Linked DNA regions of Sus scrofa: all the other regions are linked to region 3. Evidence: chromatin contacts called from public HiChIP or PLAC-seq data. All regions are on one chromosome and are shown on one strand. Each heading gives the region's core, a stretch centred on a gene start, on an enhancer-like site or on the middle of the called end of the contact. The rest is flanking DNA. Distances are from core to core; before and after follow the strand shown.

Region 1 (4,648 bases), core at 971-3,470, 170 kb after region 3:
TAAGTGGAACTGATGGAATCAAACAGCAGTTCTGTTTTCAATTTTTTGAGGAACCTCCATGTTGTTTTCCACACTGGCTGCACCAGTTTTTTGTTTTGGTTTGGTTTGATTTTTTGACTTTTTAGGGCTGCACCCGAGGCATTATGGAGGTTCCCAGGGCAGGGGTCAAATTGGAACTGTAGCTGCCGGCCCACGCCAAAGCCACAGCAATGCGGGATCTGGGACACATCTGCAACCTACACCACAGATCACGGCAATGGGGGATCCTTAACACACTGAGCAAGGCCAGGGATCGAACCTGCGTCCTCATGGATGCTAGTCAGATTCGCTTCCCCTGAGCCATGACAGGAACTCCCTGCAACAGTTTAAAGACACACATTTTTTAACCCAGAAACTCCTCACATAAACCAACACACTTAAAAGTTCAAGGACAACCACAGCAGCATTGTTAACAATAACAAAAGATCACAAACAACTTAAAGTCCATTATTAAGAGACTGGATAATAAAGTACAACCCTAAACTAGAAGGAAACAGAATGAAGGCATAGTATGGTATGCTACAACTTGTGTAAAAATAAATTTTAAAAAGCATACATACTAAATGCAATATGACATTTCTGGATTGAATCCTGAAAGAGAAAAAGGGCATCAGCAGAAAAGCTGGTGGAATCCGAATAAAATCTATACAGTTTAGTTTCACTGTGTAACCTTTTGGATTTTACTCTACGGGTATGTATCAGCTCTTTAAAACATAAAACTGAATTTTAAAAACACAATTCCTCTGTGACTGTACTTCCATCATTCATGGCGTTCACATCCTTCTACATTCTGCTAAGAGAAACACCCAGGTCCGCGTACTGCTTCCACACGTTCACCACTCCCGTTCCTGCACCGAAACGCACACCTGCCTCAGTTGCTAGATATCAGGTCTCTCTCCAGATTCTCTGAGAACACAGAGGAGTTGGCATGGCCTCTGGAGAGTATCTGCCACATGGCACGAGTTCAAAAATGAGAGCTGAAATTATTACGTTCTGGCCCAGTGATTCAATTTTTGATTAGTAAGAAATTTTATATTTCAAGTGTCCAAACAACCCTTCTAGGGGTTTCCTCTGAGCCTGGTTCACAATGACACAGAAGAGACAAGCAAGAGGGAAAGACGGGTGAAGCACTTCTCACTGAGGTTCTGGGGGAGACCATGGAAGTATTTTAAATAACTCGCTGTCTCTCTTTCTCAACATCTTGCTCTCTGCTAGAGCTGCAGGGAGAATAAGGATTAGTAAAATGAAATTCGGCATAATTACCTTAGAGTCAACACTTGAAAAGGGGAAACTGTGAAAACGCCTTGGATTTTCAAAAAACGTTTTCCACAAATGCCACTAAAATGATTTTCAAAGAAACACTATTTAGAAATAGATAAAAATGCTAAAACTCCAATTTAGACCAAGTTTTGCTTTTCTATGATATCTTCTCAGGAAAAACCTTGGGGGCAGCAGCCGGAAGAATGCCCAAAGGAAAAAAATTCTAGCCTTCACCACCATCAAAACTTAGTTTTCTAAATATTCAAAATATAAAAGACTTAGAAAAAACTCTGAGGTCCTTGAATGCGTAAAAAAATACTACCAAGAGTTCCTGTCGTGGCTCAGTGGTTAGTGAACCTGACTAGCAAACATGAGGACACGGGTTCGATCCCTGGCCTCCCTCAGTGGGTTAAGGATCCATCATTGCCTTGAGTGTGGTGTAGGTCGCAGAGGAGAGTCGGATCCTGTGTTGCTGTGGCTGTGGCGTAGGCCGGCGGCTACAGCTCGGATTCGACTCCTAGCCTGGGAACCTCCATATGCCGCAGGTGTAGCCCGAAAAAAACAAACAAACAAACAAAAAAGACCAAAAAAACAAAAAAGAAAAGAAATACTACCGAGTTTGTCTCAAAAGCAATAATAGTGGCCTCCCATCTCCACAAACAGCCTGAGCAGCAGCACCAGAGAGCAGTTTAACCTGGGATCAACACATTATCTCTGTGGACACCCATTTTTCATCCATAAAATGAATAGACAACCGTGCAGATTCCTTCCAGGTCTCAAAGTCTATGAGACCTCTTTTCCTTCACACCCCAAATATAAACCAAGACCCCACAGTTTTTCCATACAACATACACAACAGCTCACGCATGTCCCTGTGTGCACAGCGGGAAGGAGCTTCCCCTATCACTTACTTCCTCCCTGTTTCCAGAGAGGCCTAACACAACAACAAAAGGATATTTGATTACAAACTAGTGCCACATCTGAGCAGTTCTCACATGACTGAGAAGAGAGGATTTATGCAACCGCATGCTGAAATGAAATTAATATGTGTACGTTGTACAGTGAAACAGTCACTGAATCGTGCATTCATTCATGTTTGGGATTATAAAAGCTTCAAACTTGGCTTTCATGTGATCTTTTATGGACTGGTAAGTCCACATATAACTTCTGCTGCAAGCTATCTTGACGAGTGCACACTGTGACTTGATTTTTTATTTTGTTTACCACTTTTCATAGCACAGAAAAAAGATGAGAACACTGGGGGAGAGTCACAGGCAACTTGTCCATATGCAAAGGTACATGAATGATCAGGGCAGGTCGTTCTCATTTTTTAACACAGTCCTTTAAGTTCTAACCTGCTGGGTTGAAAAGTGATTGTGTAAAAAAGCAGAACAGAGATCTGTTGAGTAGCAGCAAACACACTAAAATTACAGTGCATATTGAGAGCTCATCTCTTTCAGGGGAAATTTTCCCTCTCAAAACACAGAAATAACACTGTGTTGCTCACAAATATGGTTTTTTTCTAAAGAAGCTCCTTTCGGAGTTCCCGTCGTGGCTCAGTGGTTAACGAATCTGACTAGGAACTATGAGGTTGCAGGATCGATCCCTGGCCTTGCTCAGTGGGTTAAGGATCCGGCGTTGCCGTGAGCTGTGGTGTGGGTAGCAGAAGTGGTTCGGATCCCGCATTGCTGTGGCTCTGGTGTAGGCTGGTGGCTATGGCTCCGACTCGACCCCTAGCCTAGGAACCTCCATATGCCGCAGGAGTGGCCCAAGAAATGGTAAAAAGACAAAAAAAAAAGAAGAAGCTCCTTTCCCCTAAACAACCAGCATTTTATTGCAGAGGTGCTTTCTAAATGATATAGGGAGAGAGAAGGGTTTTCTAAGAACTATACAAATCAGTTCAAATATTCACAGAGAAAGACTCATTTGAGTAAGGATATGAAATAATATCCATTTGTCTGATTAGCCAGAAAAGCCTCCCTGAGGAAAGGAACTTGAACACATTTCAAAGGTGCCTGACAGGTGGCAAGGAGAAAGGAAAACGCCAGCAAAGAGAAAGATGTGTGTAGAAGCTGCCACTGTGGTGTCTCAAGAAGCAGCGTCACAATGTGACGTGTTGTGTGGCGAGATGGTATTTTAGTCATCAGGACAAAGCGGTGGGAGAGTACAGGTCACTGTGCACACCGAGCCTCAGTGTGCTCATCTGTCACAGGAGAAGCGTGGGCTGTGTGGCTTCCTGGGAGGCACTGCAACCCTGCCAGGTGCATGGCTTGGGAGCCCCATCTGTTAGATGGAAAGAGTGAGGCTCAGAATCCCGATGAGACCCTCTGTGAGAGTGTTTTAGAAATTCCAAAGAATGTGCACATGTCCCGTGGAGGAAGAAGAGGCATAGTGTGAAGGAGACGTCAAAAATCTCAGCTCTTGAACATTATCAACTGATAAATTAATGGTTCTATCTTTTCTTAAGAGACCAAGGGAAGAAGGAACTGCATCTGTCTTCCCTGTCATGCCAGAGAGAGGAAAGGACAAGGGCTCAGACCATCCTCTACTTTGAAGAGTGCTCTGAAAGAAGTCCTTTAAGGGAAACCAAACGACAATGGGGCCTCTTCCTGGGCGGGGGGGGGGGGGGGGGGGGGGGTCATGGCGGTCACTCACTGTGTATTCCCTCGGCCCGCGGTGTCCATAATGAGGCAGGTGTTACCCTGAATATACAACACATTCCTGCGCCGTGAGAACAAAGGTGAGCAGTTAACGGAAAGGGTCTTCCAGTCCTCAGCAGCACTGAAGACAGCCTCACGCCAGCTGTGCCTCCAATGCACCGATTCCAAAATGAGGTGTGAGCTCTATTCAAAAGCTCCACAGCCATTATCACAACTTACTTGGAATTATTTAACTGCAGAATTCCACATGTATAAGTAAACTCACATTTGGTAGCAAAATAGAATCCAATAAATAAAACTAGCTTTAAAAAAACATTGGAAGCTGGAATTCCCAAGGTGGCTCGGCAGTAACGCATCCAACTAGTACCCATGAGGACGAAGGTTTGATCCCTGGCCTAGCTCAGGAGGTTAAGGATCCCAGCATTGCCGGGAGCTGTGGTGTAGCGTCACAGATGCAGCACAGGTCCCAAGTTGCTGTGGCTGTGGTGTAGGCCGGCAGCTACAGCTCTGATTCCATCCCTAGCTCGGGAACTTCCATATGCCAAGGGTGTGGCCCTTAAAAAAAAAATTAGAAGTTAATAGAGGTCTACACATTTATAAACCAGTCAGTTCCTCAAATTTAGCTCCTGCCCTTTCCCATTTCTCTAGATAAATACATGGACTTAGAGAACACTTCTACAGATAAACTC
Region 2 (4,320 bases), core at 1,555-4,054, 140 kb after region 3:
GTCATTTGATGTTATTCAAAAGTCAGATGCTTAACCTCACTCAGTACGATAGTCTTCTATGTGTATATGTCACAATTTAACCACTTTTGCTCTACTTGACATGTAAATTGCACCCAATTTTTATGTTACAAATACTAAAGCAATAAACATCCTTGAAACTTTTATGTATTTAAAAACAGTATTTTTTTGGTGTTCCTGGTTGGGGCTCAGCACTAACAAACCCCAACTAGTATCCAGGAGGACGTGGGTTCAATCCCTGGCCTTGCTCAGTGGGTTAAGGATCCAGAGTTGCTGTGTCTGTGGTGTAGGCTGGCAGCTGCAGCTCCGATTCAACCCCTAGCCTGGGAACTTCCATATGCCGTGGGTGTAGCCCTAAAAAGAAAAACAATTTTTTTTTTTTTTCCGCTTTTTGGGGCCGCACCCATGGCATGTGGAGGTTCCCAGGCAAGTGGTCGAATCAGAGCTGAAGCTGCCTGCCTATGCCACAGCCACAGCCCCCAGATCTGAGCCACATCTGCAACCTACACCACAGCTCACAACAACACTGGATCCTTAAGCCACTGAATGAGGCCAGGGATCAAACCCGAAACCTCATGTTCCTAGTCAGACTCGTTTCCACTGTGCCACTACGGGAACTCAGAAAAAAAATTTTTTTTTTAAATAAAAAAAAAATGTTTTTCATAGAATCAAGTCCTAGAAATGGTAAGGCAGTACATAACCAGTTTGAAGTTCTCTGGTACATACTATAAAACTGTTGTTTATAAAGTTCATGCAGTAAAACCCCACTTAACCAAGGTAATAAGATGATAATTGGCTTAGAAATTAAAAAGGCTGATTTAAGCAGAGACTCAAACACACATACACACAAACACACCCTCTATCTTAGCAACATTATTTGAAATTAACATGATATATATTCTTTTACCAATTTCCTGACTTAGGGTTAATGCCTTTTTCATGAACAATCAGGATCCAGACTGACTATTCGGCTAGTGAGTCTTACCCAAACCAAACCCAAAAAAACATCATCCACAACTTCCAATTTCCCTTTTTTATTAGAGTACTCACTCAAAGGCTCTCAAGAAACAAGGTGAGAATCCTTCTACAAGTTTAATTATTCCTCTAGTCCTTTATGGTTGCCAGGACCATACCTAACTTAACAGTACACATTTTGCAGGCTTGCCTTTGGAGGCTTTCCAAAGCCTTCAGCATATTTTTGTAGAAAAATAACATTCATGTTTAATCTGATTACATAAAATTTTGATTATGTAATTACAATAACAAGTACCACAGACAAAAACAGGTCCTTGTTATAAACAAAACTGACTCGTAATCAACATTTAACAGGACCAGGCTACCCCAAAGGACGTTGGTATCTAGAGAGTGGCTGCCATTTGTAAGACTTGGTTCCTGGGCAACAAGGCCCTTGGCAGGAGAAGGAAGGAGGGGGATGGCGGTCGCCATAGAGGGCGCTCATCTCTCTGCACCTTGCAAGAGCTAAGAATTATGTTTCCAGAGGTGTTTACTAACCCTTATGTATACATACAGATGCGGTACAAACTCACACAGACACAGGCAGTCCCTGAACCTAGAGGGAAAGAGAACACAGCCACAGACGACCAGCCAAGGTCTGTCTCCTATTCCCTTCCTCCATCTGAGTCCAAAAGTTGGAGCCTGGGCGAGGTCCTGATCCCTCCTTCCTTTTCTATCTAAATTCAGCCAACAGTTCATCTTACCTAGTCTCAAAGCTTCAAATACCATGTCTGTAGCGAAGATGCTCCCCCGCCCCCCGCAAAAAAAAAAAATTTTCTTTTGGCCATTCTCACATCATGTGACGTTCCCAGGCCAAGGAGCGAACCCACACCACTGCAGAAACCACACAGCCACTACAGTGACAACACCGGATCCTTAACCTGCTGAGCCACAAGGGAACACCCGAAGACCCTCAAATTTGAAATCCTAGATAACCTGTCTCCCCAGCACATCAAACTTAGCAGAATATGGATTCCGCCCCCACCCCTAGATCCAACTCCATTCACCAAACCAGTAAACACTACCACCATCCACTCGGGTCAAAAGGCTCAGCCGTTCTCCAGTTTTCCCATTTGCAAAACTGGATCCTGTTTCCACACCTAATGTAACAGTAGTTCCTGTCAGCTCTCTTCATGAGTTTGTGAATTTAGTCCTTGGATCTACTCCTTAAAAATCTAAGCATCTAGACAGCCTGCTTTGTATCCCAAATACAAAGTAAATCCCTACTTAACACTGATGAGTAAAAAAGAGCTCCTAAAATTTTTCAGATTCCTCTAGAAAGTGTTGCATGTATAATAAGGCCAGGAGAACATTTTCCAATCCCTTTTCAAACATACAGTACTCCCAGCCGGGGGGCTGACAATGACAGACCACCATGCTAACACTCTCATTTTAGAGATGTGAAACTTAAGGCCCAGAAAGTTTACATAATTTAACCAAGAGCGTAAGAACACAGCTCCTAATGTAAACACCGAAGGATGTACAAAATGATAAACCCCCGTGTCCCTTCCTCCTTTTTTTACACATAACGCATCTCTTACAAGTGTTTAGAGAACCCAAGTGAGTTAAAATCAGAGATACACATCCAGAAGGAAAAGGTGCACAAGAACACATTGAGCAAGAGGCTTCTTGCAATGTCCCTCAGTTGCACAGCTGCCTGAAAAGCCCATGACAAGTCCGAAAGCTGATCAAGTGTCAGAGAGTGACTGTTAGCAGACAGAAATTAAAGTCCAGATTCAAAATCCTAAAGTCACTGCAGGAAGCTCTTGCTGCAAACTTGACTTCCTCCTTTTACCAGCCCTTCCCCCATCAGAATCTACCATAAATTTCCATGACAGAGAGAGAGAGAAAGAGAGAATAGCTAGGTGTCTCTAATTTGGTAGCTGTCATCTGGTTTCATATTTACTGTTCAAAGTTTCATCATAAAATACAGTAATGTAAAACCCCAACCAGAAAGCTCCCCAAGGTAAACTTCCCACAGGAGTGAAATAATGTCACCTCACTGATCTTATCATTTCCCTGCCCCAATCTCAATACCCTGGTGCTTACAAAGCTCCTGGAATTAGTTCATTAAGCTCCCAGTGGGAGTTCCCATCTTGGCTCAGTGGCAACAACCCAATTAGCATCCATGAGGATGAGGGTTTGATCCCTGGCCTTGCTTAGAGGGTTAAGGATCTGGCGTTGCCATGAGCTATGGTGTAGGTCGAAGACACAGCTCAGATCCCGAGTTGCTGTGGCTGTGGTGTAGACTGGTGGCTACAGCTCTGGGAACCTCCATGTGCCGTGAGTGTGGCCCTAAAAAAACAAAACAAAAAAAGCTCGAGGGACACACTGTAAGGGGGCTGCCAGGCACCCTGCTGCTGCCACCAGACCCTGAAGCTGTCAAGGTCAGCAGGTTCCCCCCTTAGCTCCTGTGCCCACTCCCCTGACCATATCACCCCCCTGGCCAGGGCTGGGCAATGACGCACAAATGTGTCCACTGCATGATCCGATAAAAACAAATGTCAGAAACCACAATTAGTGAGTACTTTAAAATTAAGAAAACACCTTTCCACAAACACCTCTTCATCTACCCCTCATAAACACCACACCATAAAATTATAGAGCAATATCAGTTTCCTCATTTTCCCCATGAGAAAGTGGATGATCAAAGGTACTCAGGCGACCAGTGTAAAGTCCACACCTGCACTCAAGTCTTTCGAATCGGAAGTCCTTGCTCTTTTGTCTGCACTAACTGCCCGGCCTCCTGTGAGAGCTGACCAGCGCCCATGTTATCCGCCCCTGGCAAAGCACCCTGCCATTAACTCACTCACTCATTACAGCTCCCTACTGCCTTGATTTGTGGTTGTTTACTGTTTTTGTTAGTTGCTTATTTGTTTTGCAGGCTAGGAGGGATTCACATCAAACTTTTCATTTCTGGGAGCTCTCAATAATGTCGAGGGGTGTGTTCCGAGGGAGGACAGGATAAACAATATAGCACAGGTCAAAAAACGATGCAGGAAAAAGATAGAAGTAACCACCTGTAGGTGACGTCAGAGTCTGTGAAGAGCTTTTGCCTGGATTCAGTGCCCACCAGAATATAACTAAGCACTAAGGCTGAAGCCGGGAAGCTGGTAATCAGTTCAGGTAGTTACAGGTATCTTGGAGCTGATACATGATGGGTGGGGTAAGGTCCTGGAGAGGCTGGGGTGAGAAAGATGGGCATTCTGGAGCAATCCACAATAGCCTGAAAACAGGAAAAGACCTGGAGAGTCAGGACGCTTAGGCTGTAGTACCTGGTCTTTACTG
Region 3 (4,440 bases), core at 706-3,205:
GTGAACCTGAACAGCTCTTTTCAACTTTCTGAACCAAATGGTTCAGAACAGTGGTAACACAGCAAATGTCATTGGGGAACTCCTGCCTGCCCCCGCCCCCACCGCCCTGCCCTGCATGTTACTAGCTGACGAGGAAGGCTCAGCAGCTTTTATGTGACCCACAGACACGACAGCTTCCTAGGAATTCTGCAATGGTGTAGAACTGACTTTAACTTACTCTGCCCACTCCAGTGAGTGGAAGGCAAAGTTCCAAGTCTGAAACTTAAAAATAACTAGATTTACAGATGTTGCAATCTTTTAAAAATAGTATATGATCCTGAATTACTGCTACTTCATTTTAGTTACTAACAGAAACACATTTAGGATTTAGTTCACTTTTTTGTATACCACACGCAGTAAAAACAAAAACAAACAAAAAAACAAAGAGTAAAACCTACTACATACCACTGGCAGCTGGCCTCCTTCAAAGGTCTGAATGTGCCTAATGCTTAGAGGGGACTCTCACAAGTAGAGATTTCATTTTGGCTTTAGAAGTAAGCCAAGTACTCTATTAGGTCCTAACAAATAAAAAAGCAGTGCTAGGCTCTACTTCGATTACAAAAGAAGTCCTTAATACAGCCAGATTTTTACTCTCTGCCTGTACAGAGAGCTATCAAAGAAGGGATACAATCCGGAAAAAGGAAGGGGTTTGGAGTTACCTGCTGTTTGGCTTTGTGCCTCTCAGATTAGCCTTCTCATGCAACAAGGTAAAACAAAAGTCACCCTGTTCAATGGAAAGCATCACTGTGACAATGGGTTTATAGTTGGCTTTTTAAATTTCTTAGATTAGGGCCTAAGATTTCACTGGGCAACATTCAAAAGAATTCGCTTCTATTTTAAAAAAGAGTTCACTTTGGAGTGAAGATAAGGAATCTTCTCCACACCACTGGAGAAGCAGAATGCAAAGACAATGAGATAGTGTGCTGCCGCCTTCTTTTGACGGGTTTCTTATATTCCAGTGAACTCCACCTGTAGACCGGGGAACAGGTTGCTATTTGCTGGTGGTGAAGGCAAGGCTCCTTTAAGAGGATTAGGGAACTTGTTAGCATGTCCCATTTCCTCTGGTTTGAAACTCTGCCAAATGTCAATGCTCTATCCTCAAAGTGACACGATGACTTGTATCCTTGTTTTCTGCTGCAATGAAATCAAGGTAGGGGGCATCCTCTGAACTCAAAAGCTCCTAGAATCCTTAGTTAGCAACATGTTCCCTGCCCGGAGTATGAGAAGTTGTTAAGGAGAAATTATATAAATGTACTAAGACACTCTGCAAGAGAAAGAACAAATATAAATGGAATTAGAGCTATGGTTTGGGGTTTTTTTAAATTGCTATCAGGTTACATAAAACAGTATTTTGTTTTTTTTTGTTTTTTTTTTTTTTTGGAGATACACACAAACACATCTATATGGGTTTGTGTATATGAATATATAATACTTTCATGTAACGAAGTATTATGATGATGCCAGAAGCCATCGTGGAAACAGGAAGGGTTTATCCACAGTTTAGGATTTTGCTTTTGGATGATCATAGTCATGCTATACAAATACCTTGCTTACACATCAACTCTTCATAAGAACACGGATGGAAGTGTGGGGTTTTTTTTTTTTTTTTTGGCTCTTTAGGGCCTCACTGGAGGCACATAGACATTCCCAGGCTGGAGGCTGAATTGGAGCTGCAGCTGCTGGCCTATGCCACAGCCACGCAGGATCTGAGCTGCGTCTGTGACCTACACCACAGCTCAAGGCAACACTGGATCCCCAACCCACCGGAAAGACCAGGAATCCAACACACATCCTCACGCATGCTAGTCGGGTTTGTTACCGCTGAGCCACAACAGAAACTCCCCGATGGAAGTGTATGGACACTCAAAGAAAGAGGAACTACGATCAGATTTACGCAGCCCTGAGTTCCTGTTAAGCTGGATGATAAAGTCAGAGCCCTCCACCAGCAGAAACCGGTTCGAAAAACCAAGTTCTCAGAGACCTCTTAAGACGTTCTGCGTTTTCCTCTTCATCCCCCTCGTCACAGCCAAAGGCTGTTGGGGGCGGCACCAGCCATGAGAACCCAGGTCTTCCGTTCTTATGAAACCATTCACACTGTCTGCTGTAATCCAGGGATTGAGAAACAGTCACCACGAGGTATTTCACGGTCCTGCAGTTCTCAAAAGTGTGGGCCATGCACCCTTGAGGGGTGCTTGAGCTCTGTTCTGGGATAGAGGTTTCTCGAAATACTTGGATTCTTTCAGTTCTTGCTTTTAAACTCTGACAGCTCTTAGCAGAAGCATGTTTAATTTGAGGATAATTTTACCCTATTCGTGAGGCGAAGTCACTCTGAGCCTTTACCCGATGCCATGTGACCTCAGGTTTTCCAGACCGCCTGGTGGAAGCAGAAGCTGTTCTCGGGCAGGTAGAGGTCTAAGGATTTGCCCTCCTCAAACTTAGGGTGGTTCTTAGCCTGGCCTCAAAGAGTTTCCTCAAACACATGTACCTATCTGTCCTGGAAACCCTTTACCTCCCTGGACCCACTTCTCAGTCTCCACTCAGGGAGACCCCTGGGCTTCAACTGGCAGGGGGGCTTCTACCGGCACCACAGCCTGGAAACTCTCTTTGGGCAGAAAGTTGGTGTGATCTTACTGTTCACTTACTTTCTACCTCTCAGAGATCACTGTCCTTTGTTGCCTGATGCTTATAAAACCCACTGTCTCATTGCTCTGCCTAGTTTTTTTTTTGCTTTTGCTTTTTAGAGCCACAGGTGCGGCATAGGGAAGCTCCCAGTCTAGGGATTGAATTGGAGCTACAGCTGCCGGCCTGCGTCACAGCCACAGCAATGCCACATCCAAGCCTCGTCTGTGATCTACACTGCAGCTCACAGCAACACTGGATCATTAACCTGCTGGGTGAGGCCAGGGACTGAACCTGCGTCCTCACGGATACTAGTTGGGTTCATTTCTGCTGAGCCACAAAGGGAACTCCTATTTTTTTTTTTTTTAATCAAGTTGAGGAAGTTCCTCTCTATTCCAGTTTTCATCATGAGTGGCTATCTCATTCCTCAGCCCAAAGTCATCCACCCCTTTCTTTTTACCTTCAGATTCATGTTTGCTTTATAACACAGCAGACCAGGTGGGTTTTTTTTTTAAGCTGTACTTAGCTGGAAGAATAGGGAAAAATACATCTACTTTATACTTCCAGGAGCAAAAGTCCAAATTTAATTTTAAAAGAACATTCTGTGCAGGGTTCCTGGTTATTCTCAGTGGGGGGGGCTGGTTCGAGACAAACTACCTGCCATGACTGCACATGAAGACCTTGGTTACTTCTTCAAATTGTCGTGAGTCACACTGATAGCATTTACTTTGGCTTGTTCTTCAAAACAGGGCAACTCTTTCAACTACTTCCTAAAGATGTATCACCATGCTATCCTCCAAAAAGAATGACAAGAGTCCGGAAAAATTCAGTGTTGGGAGAAAAAAGCGTGCTAGTTAGAAAATGTATCCTTATTGGAAATTACTAACAAAAATCAAACTGCGTTATGGATACTGGGTAGGAAAATTACTTTAAAAATCTGACAGAGCTGCTGTCAGAATTACACACATGTGCAGAGACATAGTCTATTTTTATCTTTGGCATAATGTAAAGGGAATACACATACACGGATTTTATCTAATAATATATTGTGCACAAGTTCTCACAAATCTAGAAAGCTTCATATTGGGTACTAGATGGATGATTCATGTACTTGTATTGATTTGATATTAAGATGAATTTCAATTACATAGGAAAAGGCTCTTCACTGCAACATTGTAACAGGAAAAGACTGGAATCTATCTAAATATCCCTTAATGGAGAAACTGATGAAGTGAACTATGGTACAGCAACACCACAGAATATTATGCAGCAGTAAAAACAAAGGGAAAGCTTTCCGTGTGCTGGCATAGAAAGATGTCTAAAATATATTACTAAGTGAAAAAGCACATGTCAACAGCATGCTGTATTTTGTATCAGAAAAAGGAAAATAAGAGTATATATGCCTATTTGGTAAATGTGTAGAAAGAAACACAGAAACGGAGGAAACCAGTAAAAGTTATAACTGCAGGGAAGAAGAGAGGTGAGAGAAAGGAACAGGGTTCAAATAGGATCCCTCAATGGACATACTGTGATTTTTGGGGACCATAAGATATTGGCTAGGGAAGTTCTGTGGGAAGGAAACTACTTCAGCCTTTTATTTTAAAACTGAATTTAAAGCACAACCAGCAATTTAAGATCAGGAAGACTGAACTATCTGCGATCAGTTCCTCTGTCTTTCTGGACTGGGAACCAAAGAACCCCCATGCAGGTTTGGCTACAGGGAGCCCCATCACTACAAACTGCAGGCCTACCACAGGCAAATGTCTTCCGAACGCTGCTGCT

The links. HiChIP or PLAC-seq counts read pairs in DNA pulled down with a chosen protein or histone mark.
Region 1: an H3K27ac HiChIP or PLAC-seq map of alveolar macrophages shows a contact between it and region 3. The contact joins two enhancer-like sites. A contact is called at or near these places in 1 of 47 Hi-C or Micro-C datasets (embryonic fibroblasts) and 1 of 2 datasets of contacts at active chromatin or transcription factors (alveolar macrophages).
Region 2: a contact with region 3 is called in an H3K27ac HiChIP or PLAC-seq map of alveolar macrophages. The contact joins two enhancer-like sites.

Annotation. Positions count from the first base shown.
Region 1 is chr7:94,887,678-94,892,325 of Sscrofa11.1, reverse strand. All of the region lies in intron 4 of SIPA1L1 (signal-induced proliferation-associated 1-like protein 1), which reads right to left. Among named protein-coding and RNA genes, the nearest start is that of SIPA1L1, 100 kb to the right of the region's middle. Within about 2 kb of position 2,220, at least 2 of the 83 cell types and tissues checked have an H3K27ac peak or open chromatin away from gene starts, as enhancers often do. A contact at or near this core is called in alveolar macrophages, where this site is marked.
Region 2 is chr7:94,917,990-94,922,309 of Sscrofa11.1, reverse strand. All of the region lies in intron 4 of SIPA1L1 (signal-induced proliferation-associated 1-like protein 1), which reads right to left. Among named protein-coding and RNA genes, the nearest start is that of SIPA1L1, 130 kb to the right of the region's middle. Within about 2 kb of position 2,804, at least 10 of the 83 cell types and tissues checked have an H3K27ac peak or open chromatin away from gene starts, as enhancers often do. A contact at or near this core is called in alveolar macrophages, where this site is marked.
Region 3 is chr7:95,059,191-95,063,630 of Sscrofa11.1, reverse strand. All of the region lies in intron 9 of SIPA1L1 (signal-induced proliferation-associated 1-like protein 1), which reads right to left. Among named protein-coding and RNA genes, the nearest start is that of SIPA1L1, 270 kb to the right of the region's middle. Within about 2 kb of position 1,955, at least 7 of the 83 cell types and tissues checked have an H3K27ac peak or open chromatin away from gene starts, as enhancers often do. A contact at or near this core is called in alveolar macrophages, where this site is marked.